3 separate regions of the Mus musculus genome follow, and regions 2 and 3 are each linked to region 1. A link is a contact called in public promoter capture Hi-C data. All regions are on one chromosome and are shown on one strand. The core of a region is the stretch at or near the end of the contact, and the rest is flanking DNA. Distances in the headings are between cores, read along the strand shown. Region 1 holds the start of Rdm1 (RAD52 motif 1). Region 2 holds the start of Cd300lg (CD300 molecule like family member G). Region 3 holds the start of Mpp2 (membrane protein, palmitoylated 2 (MAGUK p55 subfamily member 2)).

Evidence for each region. Promoter capture Hi-C pulls out the DNA fragments that hold promoters and counts their contacts. Capture Hi-C pulls out chosen DNA fragments and counts their contacts.
Region 2: a promoter capture Hi-C map of liver shows a contact between it and region 1. The contact joins the promoter of Cd300lg here to the promoter of Rdm1 in region 1. A contact is called at or near these places in 2 of 39 promoter capture datasets (the 3T3-L1 cell line and neural stem cells) and 1 of 9 other capture datasets (liver).
Region 3: a promoter capture Hi-C map of erythroid cells shows a contact between it and region 1, with 4 times the contacts expected there. The contact joins the promoter of Mpp2 here to the promoter of Rdm1 in region 1. A contact is called at or near these places in 3 of 39 promoter capture datasets (erythroid cells, hippocampal neurons and liver).

Annotation. Positions count from the first base shown.
Region 1 is chr11:101,626,242-101,629,490 of GRCm38.p6, forward strand. It overlaps Rdm1 (RAD52 motif 1), which reads left to right and starts at 1,708. Exons shown (of 7, transcript NM_025654.2): 1 at 1,708-1,823; 2 at 2,032-2,211. The coding sequence starts at 1,728. It overlaps LOC115487916 (a small nuclear RNA gene), which reads left to right and starts at 1,125; the gene lies at 1,125-1,315.
Region 2 is chr11:102,039,294-102,043,016 of GRCm38.p6, forward strand. Cd300lg (CD300 molecule like family member G) reads left to right here and starts at 2,218. Exons shown (of 7, transcript NM_027987.3): 1 at 2,218-2,340; 2 at 3,679-3,723. The coding sequence starts at 2,298.
Region 3 is chr11:102,086,147-102,089,823 of GRCm38.p6, forward strand. It overlaps Mpp2 (membrane protein, palmitoylated 2 (MAGUK p55 subfamily member 2)), which reads right to left and starts at 2,369. Exons shown (of 13, transcript NM_016695.4): 1 at 2,274-2,369.

The DNA.
Region 1 (3,249 bases), core at 458-2,957:
AATCTGCCTGCCTCTGCCTCCCAAGTGCTGGGATTAAAGGCGTGTGCCACCACGCCCGGCTTCTTCCTGAGCTTTGTAAATTTTATTCACTTCTTGTGCCTTTTAGATTTTTTTCTTACATTTACTTATGTATGAATGTCCACACACACACACACACACACATACGTCATGTAAATATGTATGCCACAGGTGTTCCTGCTGGCTCCTCTAGAACGAAGGTTAAAGATAACTGTGAGCCACCATCGGGTGTTGGGAATCGAACCTGGATCTTCTTCCAATCTATAGAACGTGATGACCCTGCCTCAAAACAGAATAGCGATATATTTTTAGATAATGTATGATATGAAATTTAATATGATTAGGGAGTTCCTGGCTGACCCATGCCAAAGTGCCCCCTTGAGAAATGACGCCAAGCAACAGATCTGGTGGGGAGTTATTTGGGGGAAGAGAGGGGAGGGAGGGCTTGGAGAAGGGGTTGAGGTAGATGAACAGATAGGCAGACAGAGGGGAACAGAGTCACGAGGGCAGAGAAAGCAGGGGACAGAGAAGGAGAGAATGGGGGCTGGGGCCAGAGACCGCAAGGAACACGTGGGAACAGAGAGAGCTGGAGTGGTGAAGCAGTCGTTATCACCACACCTGAAGAAGCACCATAAGCTGGTTGCTTGATCCTAGGGAGGAGCCTAGCGGAATCGCCTGTAAACTAATAAATTAAGCAGAAAATCGAAAGGCCCCTTTTCCTCAAGGACCTTTTGTTGTGGGTGTGGTCTGAAAGACTGCGAAGAAGAACCTGGTTGTATCGCAGGGAAAGGTCAATACGTCCCCTCTGCGCCCCGGTTGCGCTCTACAGCGCAGAAGCGGAAAAAGCAGTCCAGGTTCGAGCTTTCGGCGCGCTTGGGCGGGGCATGCAAATAACTGCTCTGTGGAACTCTGGGAGCAAAAACAAAAAACTGCAACCAAAACTTCTCGGCCTCCTTGAATCTTACAGGCTTTTCGTGGCGTAAAGGTGGTGTACTCAATGAAGAGGAGAGTCTGTGTTGGCTGCATGTTTGAGTCGGTTGGTTGGTGACTGTGAATTAAAGGTGTGGTCGGTGTTGAGTGTATGGGGCGTGTGGGCGTAGTTCGGTATCGCTTCTCGGCCTTTTGGCTAAGATCAAGTGTAGTATCTGTTCTTATCAGTTTAATATCTGATACGTCCTCTATCCGAGGACAATATATTAAATGGATTTTTGGAAGTAGGAGTTGGAATAGGAGCTTGCTCCGTCCACTCCACGCATCGACCTGGTATTGCAGTACCTCCAGGAACGGTGCACCCCCTCTGGGGAGTAAAGTTGGTTTTAAAGTCAGAGCATGGTGATTGTAGGGCAGTCCAGCTTTTTAAATATGTCTGTGTTTTCTTCTTCTTAACTTTCGTTAGTTTGTATCCTGATTGGGTTGTGTACACGATAACTGAGTTCTCGTTTGCGCCAGAGCTGGAGAGATGGCTTAGTGGTTAAGAGTACCGACTGCTTTTCCAAAGGCCCTGTGTTCAGGTCCCAGCAACCACATAAATAAATAAATCTTAGGAAAAAAAAAAAGAAAAAAGAGTGTAGCACTGGAGCTAATGTGGGGTGGAAACATTTTAAATATGTGCTTTGTGGGAAGTTTTAAGGAAATCGTTAAGCTCCGCCCTTTACTTGTGAGGGTTTAAATTTCGCGGTAGTAGCTTGCGCAGGCGCACTGGCTTTACCATGGCGGAGTTGATCTCTTTCGTAGTTCCCACCCAGAGCGACAAAGTTTTGTTGGTGTGGGATCTGAGCACTGGGCCCCCAGCCGAAGCCTTAAGTGTGAGGGGCTGCGCGGAGAGGGCAGGGGAAGGGAGTGGGGGGACAGGAGGCGTGGGCCCCGCGTGGGCGCAGAGGAACGGGGAGCCAGCGAGGGCTTGTCTCCTCCTTAGATGAAGCCCCAGTGAAGGGAGTGCTTCCAGCGGAGAAGGGCGGGATCTGGGCTTGAAGTGAGGTAGGGGGTCAGCACTCACTGGTGGGCCTCCCACAGCATTCTCTGTTCACAGTGTTCTCTCAGTTTGGCCTTCTGTATTCAGTCCGAGTCTTCCCGAACGCTGCAGTGGCTCGTCCTGGTTTCTACGCCATCATCAAGTTTTACTCCTCGCGGGACGCACAGAGAGCCCAGAAGGCTTGCGATGGGAAACCCCTTTTTCAGACATCACCAGTGAAGGTGTGTGCAAATGCAGGCTTCAGGATAACGTTCCGAGTTCTGCAGTGAGTAGCTAGAGACTCTGTGGTGCCCTGATTCACCCGGTGCTTCCAGATGCGTTTTCACTGATCCTCTGGCCTCAGGTATCCTAGGTGATGGTTAGGTGATAAAAGGTTCATCATGAGAGTAATTGTGGTCAAACCCAAGAGTTCCAATGAAAATCCCATGTCGTATGTTACATTTACATTTATTATTTACATTATTTATAAACATTTTCTATTTTATTTGGACTTAAAATGTGTTTGACCAACTGCCAGTTTTAATATAATGGATGCTTTATTGTCATCACTGTAAAATAGAACTTCCTTCAGGTTCCAGAGGTGGGGAAAGCATCCTTTAGTACATTGTAGCCTTCATTCCATATTAACATAGAACCCGTTCCCCCAGAGCCTCAGCACATCTCACCATGTTTCTCAATTCCACCACCTGTCCTTTCAATTTCTGATTGGCCACTTTTGATGTATCAACCTGCTGCTGACCCAGCTTCTTATTCTTATCCATATTGCTTTTTTTTTTTTTTTTTAAGATTTATTTATTATATGTAAGTACACTGTAGCTGTCTTCAGACACTCCAGAAGAGGGCGTCAGATCTTGTTACAGATGGTTGTGAGCCACCATGTGGTTGCTGGGATTTGAACTCTGGACCTTCGGAAGAGCAGTCGGGTGCTCTTACCCACTGAGCCATCTCACCAGCCCCCATATTGCTTTTCTTTTCTTCTCCCTTGAACCTTGATTAAATCTGAGAACTGCAGTTAGTAGTGACCCCAAGTGAATTTTCTCTACGTCCATACATGATGCAAGACCTTTTTCTATCTTAGATCACCCACTTCCAGGTCCTGAGGTGATTTGCTTGCCAGTCATTCTTTAAGGAATTTGATTGGTATGTTTCTAACCTATGGCCACATCTCAGCCATTTAGATACTGTATGTGGAACTGGGAAGATTACAAAGTGGTGAGTCTCCCGTGCTCTTGAAACAGATCATTTAATAAACTTTAGGT
Region 2 (3,723 bases), core at 968-3,467, 410 kb after region 1:
GACAATCATGAATACTGTGCCTGTTCTATGCTTAATGTTTTAAATATTATAATATCCCAGCTACGCTGGGGGGAGAAATAAAAAGAAAACAATTTATTACTAAAAAGCACATATTTCAAAAATGTCAGGGGCCAGCTCCTACAGCCCTAAAAATATAATGGAGTGTCAAGCGCTTGCCCTGCTTATGATGAATAAGCTAGACACAAAGAACAAGGAACATCTAGAAATAAAGACGTGCAGAAATATACCATGCAAAGCTAGAGTAGATTGTGTGTGTGTGTGTGTGTGTGTGTGTATGTTTCAAACTGCAAAAACCACTTCTCTTGGGTGATCTGTACACAGGAAAGGGAGTCATGTTCCGGACTGAGGTCAGTAGGGTTTCATGATGACATATTCCAGGTCAGTAAACAGCAGGAATGCCTGCCAAGCACTGTGTAATCAAGACATGTGCCCTGTTGCTGGAGAGATGGCTCTGTTCGTAAAGACACTCGCAGCCAAACAATACGACCTGTGGTATATGCCCGGAGCCCACAGGGCGGAAAGAAAGAACTGAGTCCTGCACGTTGTCCTACGTTGTTCATAGCATGCTATGACATTCACGTGCTCATACACACTTAAAACATGAGAATAAATAAATGTAATACTTACGCCCTCTATTACCAGAGCCACAAGAACAAACTCCCCTCTCACAACAACTGGGCTTTAACAACTCCTACCCCACCCCCAGGGGTCGAAAAGAAACATACCAAAATACTAAGAGTGATTTTATAAGGCAGAAGGTGAGTTACTTGTAATACTCCAATCCTTGCCTTCCCTCCGTTCTTACTTATCTGTATAATATAAATATTTGCTTAGATGTCATACTGACTTTGAAAGCCTGAAAGACAGCTATTTTGGAAAATGGCTCAGAGCTCCCTCTAGCGTGCGTTTGTTCTGTTCCCTTGAAGCAATAAGCAAGTCTGCAAAGGGGAAACAAGCCACTGATTAACTTTTGCAAGTGTCCAGCAAGACAAAGCGCTCGGTTCAGGGGACCCGCCTTTCAAAGCAGCTGACCCAAAGCTCCCGCAGAGCTCAGCTCAGCCCTGCTGAAGCCGCCGCCCTGTGGCCAATGACGGTACTGCATCCCAGACAATGGGATGCTGATCAGAAGGGCTATATAATTGGTCTTTAAATTTTTTACCCTTCACACTTCAGCAGTGTGAAGAGAAGAAGCTTACAGATCTCCCACACCCCAAAATAATGGCTCATATGCATATGAAACAAGTTCACGTGTTTAAAATAAAGAAGGGCCGACAAGATGGCCTTTACAAGCCTGATATTCTCAGCTGGATTCCTGGACTCTATGAAAATGTTGAAGGTGGACTCTATAAAGTTGCTTTCTGAAAATATAATTTTAAATTTTTAATAAACTAAAAATAGAGTGTTGGAGAGGTGGCTCAGCGGTTAAGAACACAGGTTGTTTTTCCAGGACCCTGGTTCTATTCCCAGCACTCGCATGGTGGCTCATAGCCATCTGTAACTTCAGCCTCAGGAGATCCAGTGCCCTCTTCTGGCCTCTGTGAGAACTGCGTACACAGGGTGCACAGACACGCAGGCAAACCATCCATGCACATGAAAAATAAATACAATGAAAATAATAAGCTTAAATTAAGATGCTAAAAATAGGGATATAGTTTAAAATATATTATCAGTGATTTACTAATTAACAAATAAGCTTCCATATTTAGTACTTTAATACTCAGATCCAGGGGCAGGTCAAAAAACTAATAATTTCCCAAATAGTGAAGTATTTGGGGATATCAGCAATGACTGGTTGTTCCAGGGTTTGTGATTCTTATAGTAGCAGTGTCAAGTTATGCACACCTCTGAGAATTATTTATTTATTTATTTATTTATTTTGAGACAGGGTTTCTCCGTATAGCCTGGAACTCACTCTGAAGACCAGGCTGGCCTCGAACTCAGAAATCCACCTGCCTCTGCCTCCTAAGCTCTGGGATTAAAGGCATGTGCAAAAGGAAAAACAATATATCAGAGGTTCCCAAAGGCCATGATGAATTACACAGGCAAATCACAGATTAAGGCTAAGTAGGGGCTGGAGATTGGGTGGGTCTGCAACCTGTGGTAACTGGCACTGGGTAGAAGGGGGAAAAGAGTAAAGGAAAAAGCAGAAGGCCCTCCAAGGCGGAGCTGAGCTCGATGGCCCGCCCCCCACCCCTCCCTTCCTGGCTCCAGCCCGGCAGAAGCTAAAGCTCAGAAGAGCTCCCAATTGCAGGCAACTGCAGTGTCCAGCACCCACCATGAGGCCTCTGGTCCTGCTATGGGGCTGCCTGGTGCTCCCAGGTGAGAGGGGTCAGAGGTGGCTGGGATGGAGGGGCTTACAGATGCAGGCCTGAGCACGCTCTTGTGGTCTGTGGTTATGCCTTCCCTCCACACCATGAGGAGGTGGGGTGGGGTGGGGTGGAATACATCCCTATTTCACAACCCATCTGCAGCCCAGCAGCCCTGAGCTCAGCACTTGCTGCTCTTGCACCTTGAGCCCAGGGTCTTTCTCCCTTGGGTTCCCTGGCTCTGCAGAACCTCTCTGACCACAGGGCAGCAAGCATACATCCACTTACCCTGTTAGCTCAGCTAACTTGGTTGAATACCTACTAAGTTTGCTTTTTCTTTCTTTGCTTTCATTTTTTTCTTGCTTTACTTTTTAATTTTATTATTGTTAGTATGTGTGTGTCTGTGTATGTGTGTGTGTGAGAAAGAGAGTATGTGTGGTATATGCATGTATATAATATATATGTATACACACATACATACATACGCATATACACATATACATACACACACATATACATACATATACATATTTATAAAATGTGCGTTCATTGCAAGAGGGCAAAGGGCTGGACAGTAAGTAACCACACTGTCACCCACAGGGAGCAAAGCTTTCTTTACTTTTGTAATTTTTTTATCCTTTCTTTCTCCTTGGCAATGCTTGGGGGAGGGGTGGAACCCAGGCCCCGGAGCATGCTAAATGAGTGCTTTGCCACTAAGCTATATCCCTAGCCTTCTCTCCATTTTATGCTTCAGACAGACTGGCCTTGAACTTGCTCTGATTCCAAGTAACTGAATCAAGAGCACCCCCCCCCCAGGCTGGGTTCATCAGGACACATCTTATAACTAACATCGCATCTTGTAACTGACAGACATCACATCTTGTAACTGACATCAGTTGCTCAGTTGGCCATGTTTGCTTGGTTTTCCCTTAAAAATATATAACATTAACTCACACTGTTTTTAAGGGTTTTGTTACATGTGTTTATCATGTGTGTGTGTGTGCATATATGAGCACACATTAGTCCATGAATGCTGTAGTACATGTGAGGAAGGTCCGTGTACAACGTTTGGGAATCTATTCTCTCCTTCCTGAGGATCGAACTCAGGTTGTCAGGCTTAGCCGCAAGCTCCTCTACCCCTCGAGCCATCTGGCCAGCCTGACTTGTGTCTCTCAAATAACATGTTTGTTCTAAGGTTCCCCAGAGGAAGGGAGAACCCTGGGGGTCTATGGTTTGCCCAAGATGTTCTAACAAGAACGCCTCCCTTCATCCCCATGAAATGGGAACTTCTGCTCTCGGCCTGGTACTTGGATCCGTGGAAATCCCATCTCCTTTCACGCTGCATTTTCAGGTTATGAAGCCCTGAAGGGTCCAAAGGAGATCAGTGGATTTGAAG
Region 3 (3,677 bases), core at 1,119-3,618, 460 kb after region 1:
CACAAACACTGGTGTCCAGCTGACAGAAATGATATTTCCTTTCCTGCTCTTTCTCTCTCTCTCTCTCTCTCTCTCTCTCTCTCTCTCTCTCTCTCTCTCTCTCTCTCTCTCTCTCTCCACCAGGAGTTGGGACAGGGAGAAGTGAAGGGCAGCAGCCAGAAGCAGGCATGGAGTTTGCAGTCCCATCCCCATCCCCGGGTCTCCCAAGCTAAGCTTGGCTCCTTCATCCTCCGTGGAAAGGAGAACAGGGTGACCCACTACTCTTTCTCCCCTTGCCTTCCTGGGCATGTGTTACTGGATAAAACCCTAATTCCCCAGTTGCCATGACAACAGGAGGCAGTGGCTCTCAGCAAGGGTGGGGGAGTAGGGGGAAGCAGCTGGCAGTGCCCACTTTAAGACTAAATGCATCCCCACCACCACCACACGGGGAGCCATAGGGCCACTCCACCCTCCCAGCCTCTCCCCTCTCCAACCCAAAATAATTCTCAGAGGAGCAACTACAGGTTTTAATAAAATTCTCTCTCTCTCTCTCTCTCTCTCTCTCTCTCTCTCTCTCTCTCTCTCTCCTCTTCCTCCTCCTCTTCGCTCTCCCTCTCCCTCTCCCTCTCCCTCTCCCAAGCCTAAGATAATGACAGCTCCAGAAACCAAATGACAAAGGTGAGGGATACGATTCCCTTTCCTCCCGGATCTTTTCCAGAAAAATCGAACTTGCAGAGAGAGAGAGAGAGAGAGAGAGAGAGAGAGAGATGAGGGGAACCCCTTTCACGCTAGCACCACTGGTTAAAAGAAATGTCCAGGTTACACTGTGCCAGCGCCAGTGTCCCCTCTGTCAACTCCATGTCCTTATTCCTAGAGAGCAGGGGACAGCTTCTCAGGCCTTGGGCCATACTCCCCACTAGAGGTGCTTGCTGTGGTTCCTCTTTTCCTGGAGCAGGGAAACGGGGAAGAGCCAGGGAGGAGCCTGTGTGAAACCCTAGGCCCAGGAGTCCTGCCCAGTAAGCCTGGGTCTGCTCCCTGAGGAGTTGGTTCCCACGGCGTCGGCTCGCTCTGCCCCACCCCCACCCAAGCCTCTGAGAGGGCGGGGCCGCCCGTGCCCACAGGAGAACGGCAGTGCCAGGCAAGCTAGCCTGGTTCCGTGCCAAGGTCCCCGGGCCCAGTCATCACGAAACCAGCATCACGGCGCCCAAAAGCCTAAACCTAAGGCCCTCCCACTCCCACCTCCACACGCACATCCGCCACCAAGCTATCCAACCCCCGTCCCCCGGGTGTGTAGGTGAAGCCCGCCAGCTTCAAAGAGAGAGATTTCCTCCATCCTCCCACCCACCCCCGCTCCATCGGTGCAGACTCAGAGAGGTGCGAAAGACGAACGCCTGACAAAGGCACTTTGGAGCCGGACACGGTTATGGGGAGAACTGTAGATAACTGAGGACTGGAGGATGGGGTCTAGGGAGCCGGCGGACGTGCCCGCACTCACAATCAGATTGCCCCCGCCCCTTCAATTCAGCCCTAACCCGCCGGGCGCTAGGACCTAGGAAGGAGGGGGCGTGTTGCGAGCCATCAAAGAAGGTTCTTTGCTTGCGTGCCCGCCGGGACTAGGGGATGAGGTCACTGAATGACTGCCCCCCCCCACGTCCCCCAGGTCTTCATTCCCCACTACCCCTTAGTTGACCTAACTTTCTGACCCTGGCTCCTTGCTTCTGGTGCTGATTCCCTCTGGAATCCCCATACCTTAAACCCTGGCTCCAAAACCCTGCAACCTCCTGGACCTGGCCTGGCACTCTAGGTTAGCAGACCGCCCCTCTCCAGAACCCTCTCTCAGGAATGACTGAGGTGTTGGTCTCTTGGGGTGCAGGGTGCCAAGGGACCCAGTACAATCTTAGTCTAGCTCCCCCAGGGCCGGAAACGCCAGTAGCACGGCTCTTACGTAATGCCGGGATCCGAAGTCCCCCCCCCCCCCCAACCCAACACAGACCCTGGAGAGGCCGCGCAAATACCTGTGCTCCTCTCAGCTCAGCGTCTCTGTGTCCGGTGTCCCTCTGGAGCCCTCATCGCTGGCATGGGAACCAGCATCCCTGGGATGAGGGGTTCGGTTCTCCCTACCGGCATCACACACAGAGAGCCCAGTGCTGCAGCTGGAGAGGGAGTGGGGCGACTTGGGGAAGGGGCCCAGGAGTTTGGACCTGGAGAATAGGATCCCCAAGTGTAGGTGATAGGTCGAAAAGGAGGCAAGGGTTCTGAGGTGGGTGCTGGCCCAGGGGCCTAGGAATACCTACCTGCGTTTTGGGGAGCCCCTAGCTTGGGGCGATTCCGCGCAGCCCGGCGCTCCGCGGTTATTGCTTGTCAATCGCTAGCCGCGCTCTTAAAGCGGCAAGGTCTCCTAGGAGCGAAGGGGCGGAGACAGAAAGGAGAGGGCTGGGACACGGAAGGGACGCGGCAACCTACGGTCCACTGTAAAGTAATCTCCCAGGAGCAGGCGGGTGGGCGGGGAAGTGGTGGTTAACAGGCACCGCAAAGCCCACGACCCCCAACTCTGAGCAGGACCAACGTGTGTTACTTGGCGCGTAGGAATTCTTTAAAAGGGCGATGATGTTTAATAAAAGAAAGGGGGGGAAACTGAGCGCGATGGGATCACCCCCCTTAACGGGACCGCTTAGTCCAGCGTACCAGTCCCCTGAACGCTTCGTCTGTCCTTTCCTAACACAGTTTTGGAAAAGCAAGGGGACATCAGGACACTAACTCTGGTAGGGGATAAGCCTGGGGGTGGCGTTATAGTCATACGGCACATGCCTGCTTCTAAGAAAATTTGAAGAAAAACAGAAAATTTAAGAGAGTGGGACTGTGTTTTTTCATGAAAGGGACCAAGATCCTAATTTTAGCCTTGACGCGGGAAGTTGATCCTTGCCTCTGTTTAAGGCACAAGAGCAGAAGAAACAGTCTCTCCCTCCTAAATCCCGTTTCAACAAATAAGTAGTGACGGCGTCCGGCTCCATTGGTGGGTTGAACGTGCAGGAGAGGCCCTAGATTCTATTTCAGGCAGCAAAACGAAGAAAGCAAAGGGTTAAGCCCGCTAGCCCGCCTTGCTCAGCCTCTGGCTCCTCCCAGACCTGCTAGTAAAAGATACTGCACAGCCTCAGACTATTGGTGGCCCCAAGTGGAAAACAGCCTTCATTCAGTCTGTGCAAGCCGGGGCCTTCCCTGACTTGGGTGCCCCCTAACCCCTCCGCTACCCTATGGAATAGGCGCTCGGTGGGGAGCGGGGCGTTTATATCTTCCTCTTATAACTGAGCTTCTAAGATCCTGGAAACTTGCTTGGAAATCTCGAAAATGAATTGACTTGAGGATTCATGTCTAGATGTGGTCCCAGCCGACCCTGTTAGCAAAGGGAAGCAGTTGGGAATTGGTGTAGGGAAAAGCCAGCGATGGGTCAAAATGCTAAAGGCTGTTAAGTAGCCCACGTCTCTTATTCCTTAGAGAAGAGAAAGTTTTGTAGCGACCCCAGATGGTGGTGGTTGGAACTACAGGCTTCTGTCTGAGGAAAAAGGCTTCCAAACTAGATCTTCCTAATTAAACTCAGGACAAGAGGTCTCCTTCCTCGGAGACTCCCTTGGATCTTACCCACTCACCTCTGCTTAGAGAATCTGTTTGCACTTAGTTGGGTGGGGGAGAGAAATCTTGAT